Regions from separate parts of the Mus musculus genome. Here regions 1, 2 and 3 are each linked to region 4. A link is a contact called in public ChIA-PET, Micro-C and promoter capture Hi-C data. All regions are on one chromosome and are shown on one strand. The core of a region is the stretch at or near the end of the contact, and the rest is flanking DNA. Distances in the headings are between cores, read along the strand shown. Region 1 holds the start of Ccne2 (cyclin E2). Region 2 holds the start of Trp53inp1 (transformation related protein 53 inducible nuclear protein 1). Region 3 holds the start of Triqk (triple QxxK/R motif containing). Region 4 holds the start of Pdp1 (pyruvate dehyrogenase phosphatase catalytic subunit 1).

The links. Promoter capture Hi-C pulls out the DNA fragments that hold promoters and counts their contacts. Hi-C and Micro-C count contacts between places; a contact is called where the count stands out from the background. ChIA-PET counts read pairs in DNA pulled down with a chosen protein or histone mark.
Region 1: a Micro-C map of embryonic stem cells shows a contact between it and region 4, with 15 times the contacts expected there. The contact joins the promoter of Ccne2 here to the promoter of Pdp1 in region 4. A contact is called at or near these places in 3 of 39 promoter capture datasets (the C10 cell line, liver and pre-B cells), 1 of 484 Hi-C or Micro-C datasets (embryonic stem cells) and 1 of 115 datasets of contacts at active chromatin or transcription factors (pancreatic cancer cells).
Region 2: an RNA polymerase II ChIA-PET map of memory CD8 T cells shows a contact between it and region 4, with 8 read pairs. The contact joins the promoter of Trp53inp1 here to the promoter of Pdp1 in region 4. A contact is called at or near these places in 2 of 115 datasets of contacts at active chromatin or transcription factors (memory CD8 T cells and pancreatic cancer cells).
Region 3: a contact with region 4 is called in a promoter capture Hi-C map of stem cell-derived epiblast-like cells, with 2.2 times the contacts expected there. The contact joins the promoter of Triqk here to the promoter of Pdp1 in region 4. A contact is called at or near these places in 10 of 39 promoter capture datasets (the 3T3-L1 cell line, 3T3-L1-derived adipocytes, cranial neural crest and 6 more).

What each region holds. Positions count from the first base shown.
Region 1 is chr4:11,190,282-11,192,981 of GRCm38.p6, forward strand. It overlaps Ccne2 (cyclin E2), which reads left to right and starts at 1,428. Exons shown (of 12, transcript NM_001282943.1): 1 at 1,428-1,534; 2 at 2,400-2,436; 3 at 2,534-2,630. The coding sequence starts at 2,423. A630034I12Rik (a long non-coding RNA gene) reads right to left here and starts at 949. Exons shown (of 3, transcript XR_001784240.1): 1 at 864-949.
Region 2 is chr4:11,154,814-11,157,720 of GRCm38.p6, forward strand. It overlaps Trp53inp1 (transformation related protein 53 inducible nuclear protein 1), which reads left to right and starts at 1,628. Exons shown (of 4, transcript NM_021897.4): 1 at 1,628-1,734.
Region 3 is chr4:12,905,484-12,908,183 of GRCm38.p6, forward strand. Triqk (triple QxxK/R motif containing) reads left to right here and starts at 1,354. Exons shown (of 5, transcript NM_001171801.1): 1 at 1,354-1,455.
Region 4 is chr4:11,965,030-11,967,774 of GRCm38.p6, forward strand. It overlaps Pdp1 (pyruvate dehyrogenase phosphatase catalytic subunit 1), which reads right to left and starts at 1,421. Exons shown (of 3, transcript NM_001098230.1): 1 at 1,273-1,421; 2 at 585-619. The coding sequence starts at 615. It overlaps 1700123M08Rik (RIKEN cDNA 1700123M08 gene), which reads left to right and starts at 1,545. Exons shown (of 5, transcript NR_040577.1): 1 at 1,545-1,654.

The DNA.
Region 1 (2,700 bases), core at 178-2,677, 770 kb before region 4:
AACTCCCCCCCCCCCCCCCAGTCTTGATAAGCAATTATGGGTTGGGTGAACGCTCCTTAGGCCTAGACAAGGCACTGGGTCTCCTCTGATCCTGTCTACGTGTAAAGCTGGGAAAGTAAGCTTTAGCCGGTGTGAAGGACCATGCGAAGACCCGGGAAGTGTGACGAGGGCCTTCCTGGGCTCTTAACCACAGCGTGGCACAAAAGGCCCACCGCGGCCGGAGGCCTCCAGGTGCATCTCGGGAAGGGCCGGGCCGCGCGGCCGCTGTCCTTGGCGCCCTCGCACCGGCTCACTCCGGACCAGGATGGCTAAGCGCGGGACCGCCGGCCTGCGGGAGCCCTTCCTGCGCTTCCGCGGCCTGGGGGTGGTCTTTGTTCCCCAAGCGGCGTCGCGCCACGGGACTGTGTGTGCCGTGTCACCCGCAAGCCCGGCCTGAGGGTGCGCAGGGCGCCGAGAGGTAGTCGGAGCCCGGGGCTTAGGAGCGGCGCGGGGCGGCCCGCCACGTCCCGGCAGCGCTCGCAGGCGGGAGGCGCTCCCGCGCAGGCAGTTCGCGCGGGCTCCGCAGGGCGCGCTGGCTGCCGGGCAGGGCCGGGGCGGGGCGCGGCGCGGCGCGGCGCGGCCCGGGCGCGCACGTGGTGCGGACCGTCCTGCTCTCCGGCCAGGTCCCCAGAGCCTCGGCGCTCGTGCGTGCGGACGGGGAGGGCGCCCGCTGGAGTCCCGAGAGGTGGTCAGCGCCCGGAACAGGCGTCTGAGGAGAAAGGCAGCGCGCGGCGCCAATATTTCCCGCGCGGGCTCTGGGAGGGAGCCGTAGGCAAGAGCGGAGTGGCCGCTCGGCGGCGCGCGGGGACAAGGCTCCCACGTACCTCGTCCGGCCGCGCTGAGGCACCTTCCTGTGCGCCGCCGCCCGCTCGTCGCCCGGCGGATGGCTCCGGCTCCGCACGTGGCGGGCGGCGCGCTCCGGCGTGTTTACATTCTGCGGCCGCTCCACGTTGTGCTGCCGTCCTCTCCTGCCATTGGCCGGCTCCTCCCGGAGGGGTGGGCCCTAGGCTCCCGCTCCCCGTGCCTCTGAGGAGACTTGGGGTTCCCCACCCCAGCCCTCCCAAGGCCTCTGCCAAAACGCGGAGCCGAACCGTAGCCTGACACTCCGAGATCTAAGAGCCACCGTGAGGGGGCCCGGCGCGAACTGGAAGGCGTGCGGGAGCCTGTGGTGGGCAACCAGCATGGGGGAGGAGCCTCTGAGCCGTGCAGCCGCGGCGCGCGCAGGTGAAGCGCCGAGAGGGGCGGAGGAGCACGGTCCAGGAGGGCAGCCGTACGGCCACTCGGCGCCCGCCCGCCCGCCAGCCCGTCCGCGCGCACTGAGGGCAGGGCGCGGCGCGCGCGGGCGAGCTGGGCGGGCGCGGGTGGGGGAGGGGAAGGCGCCGGCCGAGGTGTCAGTCTGCGGCGCATGCGTGCGGGGCGGTCCGGGCCCGGCCTATATATTGAGTTGGCGCCGGCGCCAGCTGAGCCGAGCTGTGGAGGGTCTGGCGGTGAGGAGGTATTGGGGACAGGGGCATGCGGGAGCTAAGGGAACCACGTCTGGCGGGAGCCATGGGAGAGGAAAAATGGGGGGCGGGGGTGGGACAAGAAGTAGGAGACTGGAATTCAGGGGTTCCCGAGGTTGGTCCCTGTCAGGATTCTTGTCAGGAGGCCAAGCAGAGGCAGGGGATGGAGTGTGTCCCCAAATGAGAGGCCACGGCAAAGCTTCTCTGGGAGCTTCTCTGTCCATCCTCACTTGGGGAAGGTCTCCCGCGCGAGAGGATTAAGGTGGGATCACTTCACGGAGAGATTCTTAAGCACGGTTTTCTCCTTTAATTCCCCCCCCCCTTTCCTTCTGCTCTTCTGGAATTGGGGTCCCGTCACCCCTGCAAGCGACACTGCCCGCCGGGTGGGGCTGGGAAGGAGGGAAAGGAGCCTGGAGGACGTGACACCAGAAGGTTCCCTCCACCCCCTGCTTCCCCGCCACAGCCGCTCTCCAAATTGGCGCGGAACCGGCTTCTCCACAGCCCGCTCTTGGAGGCTCGTCCAGGCGCCTGGCGGCCGAGGCCAGGACGTGCCTTTCCCACCCTGGTTGTCCTGGGGAGTGCATGAATGGCCCAGATGATCATCTAAGGGTGCTAGGGGACTTTGCAAATTCCTGAACGCACTCGCGTTCCCAGTGTACAGTTAAGGAAATGAAAGCATGAATGTAAAATTACTGAGATAGCGAGTGTATTTCAGAAAATAGTGCAGTGTTTTATTTTTAAAGGTTTAGGCCACCTTCTAGTAACGTTAGTTGGTAACTTCTGAATCAGTTTTAATTTGGAACTTGAAGATTATGGATGACTATGTTCTTGATTTTGTTTTTCTTCTCCCCTATTTAGAGGTTTCATAGTCCTTGAAGAGAATGTCAAGACGCAGGTAACAGTGTTAGTCTTGGAGACATGTTTCAAAATTAGCTGCTGCTTTTGAAATATATGACGTACTAATTAAGCTTCCTTTCTACAATTCATCACAGTAGCCGTTTACAAGCTAAGCAACATGCCCAGCCCAACCAGCCAGACTCTCCGCAAGAAACCCAGATAATTCAGGCCAAGAAGAGAAAAACAGCACAGGTGATTTAAGGAAAAAGAGGGAGAAAGGGAAAAATATTCCTTGCTGAAACCTTAGTTTACATGTTCTTTT
Region 2 (2,907 bases), core at 378-2,877, 810 kb before region 4:
AGCAATAATATTTGACAGAAAATATTTGATTTGCCAAAATCTAAAATCCAGACTGAGCACAGATCACCCTTGAAGCATGTATGGTCAAATGATCAACACATACTGATCATTACCTGAGTGTCAGACCAATTCTCTGACTCCCTGCAGAGAGCAGAGGGTCTTGGAGATCAAAACCCATTTCTCCCCTGGAAGGCTCGGTGTTTTAAGTGTTTTTTTGTGGTCTGGAATGGGTTCCCCTCTCCTAATTTGGGGTTGGTAAATTAAACAACAGGGAGCTGATGGGCCCACAGTTTCAGGAAAACATGTCCAGGACTAGCCTGGACCAATCACCAAGAAGAGAACCCCTGCTGACAGGAGAAAAAGCACACAAACAAGGTCTTTGTCTCATGTCAAGAGGACGAGGAAGAAGCCAGATATTTGTCATCTTTATCTATAACCTGTTTCTTTGTCCGCACATCTGTATAGCCCAGCGGTTCTCAACCTTGTTAATGCTGTGACCCTTTAATACAGTTCTCATGTTGTGGTGACCCAAATATAAAAACTGTTTTTGTTACTATTTCATAAGTATAATTTGCTACTGTGAATTGTAAATATCTGTGTTTTCCGATGATGTTTTCTTAGGTGACAAACAGGCTGTGACTCGATGGTCTATCCGAGACCTAGGAGTCTCTTGAGACTACCAAGGCCAGAAGATTACATCTCAGCCCCACAGAATCCATATAACTGACAGGACCAACATGACTCCTGTCACTCCTAGTTAATCCCCCAATGTATGTGCAGTAGAGCTTTGGATTAGACTCTCTTTATAAATGTAGTGTCTCATTTTCTTCTCACTATAAATAGCTGGTGAGGACCTAGGCGTCCTGTGAATGTTTACATTTTGTAAAAAAGGTCATAACCTCCTCAGTTCTTATAAGGCTTTAGATGCAGACCCCTGGGAAGAAACAGAGGTAATTCTTCACTCGGGGTTCCTCTTTTCGGAAGTTAAGGCCCTTTAGGCCGAGTTCTGGCCTCCTCTGCCCGACTTTTGTCTTTCTAGAGCAGACTCTTGGGGGGCAAGACCTGAGAGCTTCCTGTTCAAGTTCATAAGGCAGACTAGGCCCCGGCTTACTGTCTAAGGGGTGAGGAATGAGTGGGACACAGGCATCCCATGTATTTGGGGCCCTGACTTCTTTTAAAACAATGTCCAGCGGTGGGTTGCCTTCAGCATCGCGACTATTGGTTTCTCTCCACACTGACCAGAGGAGCAACTACTATCCCTAACCAGCCCCTCAGCAAAAGGGGGCTGAGTGCCTTGTACCCACACTCTGGGCTCCTCACTCAGCCGAAGCGGCTCCGGGGGTCGGGCTCTTCTCCTCTCGGTCCCGCCGGCTCCCACCACGGCCAGTCCCGGGCCGCTGTTCTTCCCCCTCCTCCCGCTCACCCGGAGTGTTCTCCGGCTCCCGCTTTGTTGCCCGGGCTTGTTTCTGCCCCGGGCGCGCCGCCGGCCCAGTGCCAGGTCACGTGCGTTAGTGACAACCTCTCGCAGGGCGGCCCCGGAGGCCCCCGCGCAGCCGATTGGTCGGCCTGCGGCTGGCGCGGCTCGGGGCGGGGCTGGGAAGCCGATCAGCTGTTCCCAGAGCTGCACAACAACAAAAGGACCCGGACGGGCCGGCGGCGGCCAGGGCAGCGACCGCAGCGCAGGAGCCCGGCCTGCCGCAGCTACCTCAGCACCCGCAGCTCTGCTCGGCTCACGTAAGTGCGGGCTACACAGGCGGGAGGGCGGCGGTTGGTTGCCCGCTCTCTGGCTTTCATGCCGGACTCTCTCCCTGCCGTGACGAGCACGGCGACACCGAGAACCTGCGGGTGACGGGAAACCTGCTCCGTTACCCGGAGACCCGCCCGACCCCTCCTGACCTCGCGCATCACCGAGCCTGCACCTGTGGGGAGAGCACTTCCCGTCGCTTCCGTCCTCATCAGTTTGGTCGCTGGCACTTGGGGTGTGCTAGAGACTGCTGTGGGTTCTAAATACTTCGTTTCAGTCGCGACCGCCCTGCGAGGCCCCAACATTGCTTATTTAAGCGGAGGAAACTTGGAGGCACAGAAAGTAATTTTAAGGCCACACAGCTAACTAAAAGGAAGCGGTGTTTACTATTTGCAGAGGGATTTCACGTGCAATTCCTTCATTTTGCTTCCACTTTCACGGTGTGTTTACTCCGTGTAAAAGTTCAGAGCAGATTAACGGGGAACCCCTTTCCACCTGTTAACTCCTTAAAGACTAAAGGAGTTCCTGGCTGAAAGAGCTCTTTCAGAATGCTGAGTAGTTTTGAGCTTGGGTCTTCGGACCGACATCATTACAAATGCCCCAAGATCTTTCTCCCCCCCCCCCCCCTTTGGTTTTATTCGAGACAGGGTTTCTCTGTATAGCCCTGGTTGTCCTGGAACTCACTTTGTACACCAGGCTGGCCTCGAACTCAGAAATCTGCCTGCTTCTGCCTCCCAAGTGCTGGGATTAAAGGCGTGCACCACCACGCCCGGCTATGCCCCCAAGATCTTAAAAATCACATCTTTGGTGGTGATTGTAAGGTGTGAAAACACTAGGCAGCTTGTACAAGCCTCAGCCACTATAATTTTCAAAGTCCTTGCTGGAAACCATGGCCTACTAATTTTTGTGACCAGTGTCTCTTTTGTTTTTCATCTTGTCTTTTACTCCTTTCTGCTCCCTAGTGTATTTCTCATGGAAACGACTGCTTTCAAAAGTTAAGGTTAACAAAGCAGTGAATTACCAACCTAACCGCTCTCTGTTCACTGTTTTCAGACTTCTGAACAGGATGTGGTAAGTCCTTGTAAATTAGCTAAATAGACAGAGGTGTAAGGAGCACAGGCAACTCTTTTGGCTTGGTATTTTTGTAGTTCAAAATTGATTTT
Region 3 (2,700 bases), core at 104-2,603, 940 kb after region 4:
GAACATTTATTTAATGTCATTGAATTCTATCTTTGTTTCATTTTAAAGATCCTGAATACCAGAAAATGATCTAGCAGTACAGAAAATAAAATCACATTTTGGGTTTCATTTCTCAATAAGATATCATGGGAGACTTCAGAGATATCTATTTATATGTGCCTACATTCTTTTTGTATGATGTTTTGCCTTTTACAAACTTTTGTAACACTTGAAGGGATATTATTATTATTATTTTAATATTTTATTTTTTAATTTCTGTCATGTAGTACATCTCAACCACAGCTTCCCCTTCCTTCCTTAGATCTCTTCCTCCATTTCTTCTTCAGAAAAGAGCAGGCCTCCGAGAGACAACAGCCAAACTGGAAAAAACAGTATACAGTAACACAAGGTGAAATCTCTTAATTTGAAGTTGGACAAAAAAACCCAATAGGAGGAAAATAGTTTTAAAAGCAGGCAAAAGAATGAGAGACATGCTGGCTCCCACTGTGTGGAGTCTCAGGAGAACACAGCAAGTCATAACAAATGCAGGGGACCTGGCATGGACCCATGCCGCAGGCCCTATGCGCTCCACACAGACTAACTGTGAACCTATGTGAGGCCCGCTTAACTGATTTGGTGGGCCATGTTCTCCCGCAGTCCTCCATCCCCTCTGACTCCTACTGTCTGGGTTTTAAATTTAGTTTATGTCAGTATAAAGAGAATCACTCTTTGTTCAGTGGCTTGTTCATTTATTAAATAAACTCACCTGCTTCTAGTCTGGAAGCAGACTATGGATAATAATACTACTTCCCAGGAGGTTTTGTCGGGATTGTAAAAGCATAATTTAGAGAGCAGTCGGTGATCAAAACCATTCCAAATGTTAAATAACTCAATATTGTCTGCTCCTGTTTTACAGATGCGAAAACTAAGTTCCCGAAACAGGCCTGCAATCACAGTCGTTTGTCACCTTTCAGCAATTGCTTTCCCTAAATTGACTCTCTTGTTAAAAGTTAAAAATTAAAATAAAAGTATCTTATCCTACCCTAAGTCCTGCTCCTTGAATCTCTTTGAATGTGTTTCACTGTTGGAATGTTTTCCTAAGGATATGACTAGATTTAGGTGTTTGTGTGTAAAAGGTGGAAGTGGTCACTCATTAAAATAACTTTTGGTTTTCGTTTTATGTTTGTGAAAAGAAGTCAGGCTCCTTTCTGTTAATGTCTGCATCCTAGGAAGTACTGAAGCTCTAAGGTGTAGAAATGATGGACCTAAGAGCACACACAGTCCTGGAGGCTCGCAGGGAAGGCCTAGCCAATCAGAGTGTAGACTGAAGGCTGGCCCCGCCCCTCCTCGTCTGGCCCTCCTGGAGTAGGGGTGTGCGGCTCTTCGTCCCGCCCCTGCCTCTGAGTGACAGCAGCGTGGACAGCTGCCCACCCGGCCGGACCCGCAGTTGGGCCGCCCTCGCTGGGCAATGCTGAGGTGTGTTTCCGGCGAGGGCTTGGGGGTTCGGGGTCACAGTTCTCTTGATGCGGGCCCAGGGCTGGAAACGCGCTTTCCCAGCGTCTCCCAGCCCCGTGGAGACTGTAGATCTGGCCTGGGGAACAGCCCCAGGCGCTGGGCCTGAGCATCCGGAGGCTCCTCCAGGGGATCTGGGCTCCGAGCCCAGCAGGGAGACCTCCTTTTCGACTGTTTTGGCTTCTCCGGCCCAGAGAGAATGGCCAGACTGGGGTGGGCGTGGCCGCCTGGGTTGCCGAGCAACGCGGGTGCGCCCTGCCAGCGTGTCCTAGTGCTCCAGGACCTTGCAGAAACTCTCAGTCCCACCCACTTCCCCAGGTTTACCCTAGGCTGGGGATTAATTAGCTTGCTGTGCTGTCCACTAATTTGAGAGGCCTCCTTGTAGTTACAGGTGACTCTAGTTTCTACTAATCCTGCTTAGGCCGCCGCCGCCTCCTGTGTTTTAACTCCGATTTACTCTTTCCTGTTTCCCTTTTATGGGAACAGTCTTGTAAGCCAAAATATTTGTAGAGTTGCTTTATTGGTTAGTGGTAGTGGTGAAGTGGGGTTACTTTTTCTGATGTTTAGTGAATCCCCGAACCCAAACGATGTTGTATGTGGATATGCTCTGTGATATGCTGTCTTTCACTTAACCTAATGTAATGAACTTCCTCTGGAAGTTGCAACTCATTACAGCAAGGACTTTCATATGTGATTTTCCTTGCAGTCTATTGTGAAGTATGTTAAACTTCTAAGCACTTACTATTGAGTCCATATTTAATGATCAACTACAAGATAACACAGATAAATACTGCAAACATCTTCTTCCCTCATATCTTTTGGCCCCACATGATTCAGAAGAACAAACATTCTATAGGAAAACACAGACAAGAAGGGAGCTGGCTTTAATTTTCCATGCCAGGGTTCCAGTGTAAATCCTCAGGAAGAGAGTTTCTCTTGGCCTGCTGTTAACAGTGGCCCTCAGTAAGGAAGCCCCTTCGTTTCCCTTAGTTGAGAACCTTCAATCATCTCATCTATAAAGTTCTCAATCTAGTATCTATCCTAGCAGGATTGATTTAAAAGTATAATTACAATAGTGATCTGCAGTAATCCAAGATGTTATTGGTTATAATGTCCGTTTGTTCTTATCTTAGGGTATTTTTAAATGTTCTTGACTTTCCTCATTTCTTTGGCTAGTAGAGTGGTGAGGATTATGTCCATCCATCTTTC
Region 4 (2,745 bases), core at 171-2,670:
CGCCGGAACCAGAAACAGAAAGAGCCCCATCCATTCTTTGTGGTGTGCTGGGCAAAGCCTGTGTCAAGATTTTATTCCACTTAATCAATAAACCCATGGACCAAATCGATTAGAAAAATGCTACTGGTGCGCCTACTCTGGAGCTTCTCGGTCTTGCAAAGATTCTAACGCAAATGAAAATAAATACTACACTTTTCATTACACGTATCAGAACCTCCGTTTATGTAATCTGATTGCATTAAACGCCCTGCATTAAGATTTGTAATTTTTCAGCATTTTCTGGAAACGCCTAGCCATTTCACAGCTCAAGTTCAGTGTCTACAAGAATGAAGAAAAGCCATTATCCTTAAAACACAAAGAACCAAACCAGCACTTGTTTGGTCAGTTTCGTGTGTCCCAGAATATCACACTTAAGCTATCAAAAAATAAAAATAAAAATAAAATCTGGTCCAGAGCGCCTTTGTCTCCTTTTCCTTATCTCACCCTTTAATTCCATGAGGACCCCTAGAGCCATCCATTCATACACAAAATCAGTCACCATCCTTCCCTGGGTACCCAACACAGGTAGTTATGTGAATACCTACCAATTCGTCTGGGCCCGGGACACACACACATTCTCCTGTCATCACAACACGGAGCCGACAACATCCACAACCCGCGCGGACAGCAGCAGCGACAGCAGCAGCGGCCCATTGAAAGCAAAGCAGAGATGCTCATTAGAGGAGGCGGCGGCGGGGAGGCGGGAGCGGAGGAGGGGCGAGGTCTCGCAGCAGCCCAGTGAATGGGCTGGGAGGGGAGGAGAGAATGGAGGGGGGAGAAAGGGGAGGGGAGAAGAAGAAACCAAACAAACCCACCCGGCAGGCGAGGCGGCATCACAGCCCCCGGCGGGCAACTCCAGGAGCCCGGACAGGCGCACCGCCGCCGCTCCATGCAGCCAGCGCACCGAGCCCACAAGCACTCAGCATCTTCAGGCCCGCCCGGCCCCACGCCGCGCCCGCTTCCGCAGAGCTCCAGGCACAGCCCGCCGTGGGCAGCCGGCTCCGCCACGCGGGGCCAAGCGTGTCAGCGGGGAGCCGAGGCAGACACGCCCGGGCCACAGCGGGCGCCCCGCGCGCTGACAGCCGGGTGCCGCCCGGGACCCGCGGCAGCTCCTCGCGACCGAGGCTCCGCGCGCACCCGGCCCTCCACCCGCGGCCGCTCCCCACGCGCGCCCTCCACTTCACCGCCCTGACGCCCCCTCACGACTCGGCAGCGGTGGACGAGGATACCAACCGGGCACAGTCGAGCACCCGCTGCGGTCTGCCCCGGGTGGCGGCCGCACCCCTCCGTGCGCGTCCTTCCCTCACTCAGCACCACGCAGCACCCCGGCGCGCTGCAGCTCGGCCCAGGCCAGCCCACTCCGCGCCCCTGCCTCGCCCGGCCTCCACCCTGCCCCGCCCCCACAGGCGCTCTTGAGCTCTTCGCCTTCTGATTGGCTGCGCAATGGCGGGTGGGCGGGACCCGGAGGGCCAGAGGGGCGGGGGGCGGAAGAGGGCGCGCTCCCCGCCAGTTTTGTGACGTCACGGAGGTCAGACAATCCCTTCCATTTGGCGCGGCTAGCCTATTGGTTCCACGCGTGCGCGCGCCCCGTGACCACGCCCTGTTGCTGGTGAAGGTGGGTTTGCGCGTGCCGCGAGGTGGACAGCCTTGGTTGGGTTGCGTTTGGACTCCCAGATGGGGAAGCGCCTGGGCGGGATCCAGCATCCCTGAGCGCGTGGCGCTTTGGTAGCCAGTTGCTTCCTGGCGGGCGGGCTTTCGCGAATGCCTGGCACTTCTGCTGGGCCCCGCGTGCTGCTCTGGGCTGGCCTGAGAGCCAAGCCTCCTCTGCACTGGGCTGCCCCAGGTAGACCGCGGGAACAACACAATTGAGGCGTGGCAGAGCGTCTCGGCGGTGTCTCGCTTCATTCATTCAAGATCAAGTTGCTGATTTTAGGGTTATTAGGTCGGATTGATAGTCAATTATTTTTATGTCTCCGGGCTAGGAAGCTGTAAACAAAAGCAAAAGGAAGTTTGATGAAGGAATTCTTATCTTTGTAGATAAGAATAACACGAGTGCTCTTGTTCTTGGAAGGACTTTGAAATCAGCATTCCCTCCTTGGTCCCTGACTCATTCAGAGTTATGAATTTTAAAATGCAGCCAGTGAAAGTGGGAAGAGCACTGAACTTGGAGTCAGAAGAGCCTTTCAAGTTATTCCCAGTGACAAAAATCCATCTTCCTCCCATGAGACTCAGTTTGCCTATCTGTGGGGTGAGGTTAGGCTTAAGATGTGCTAAACAACACACTAAGGGTTCTTGCTGCCATCTGCGGTTGTCTCTTTATGGGACAGTGCCTTCTTCACTTACCTACATCCACATAGATGCCATCTTCATGACATGAAACTTTCTTGGGAGAAGCTATGCTTCTGCCCAGTGTTAATGAGTTTACGTTGATTTATTCTACACCTTATTAACTAATAAAGTTTACAAAGTAATTTGGACTAGATAGATGAACTCCCAAGTTTACTGTGAAATTTTATTAATCCTGAAGTATTTAAATTTTTATGTAATAAAGGAAAAACCTTATATAACCAAACCTGCAATTCATAATTCCCCAAATCTTTCAAGCTGCCTCTATTTCTAAACTGGAGAATTTGCTCATCCCCAGAAGAGGCTTACGGGCAGAGATGATTGGTGAGGGGGAAAATATAGGTACCTTTCCCCAACCAA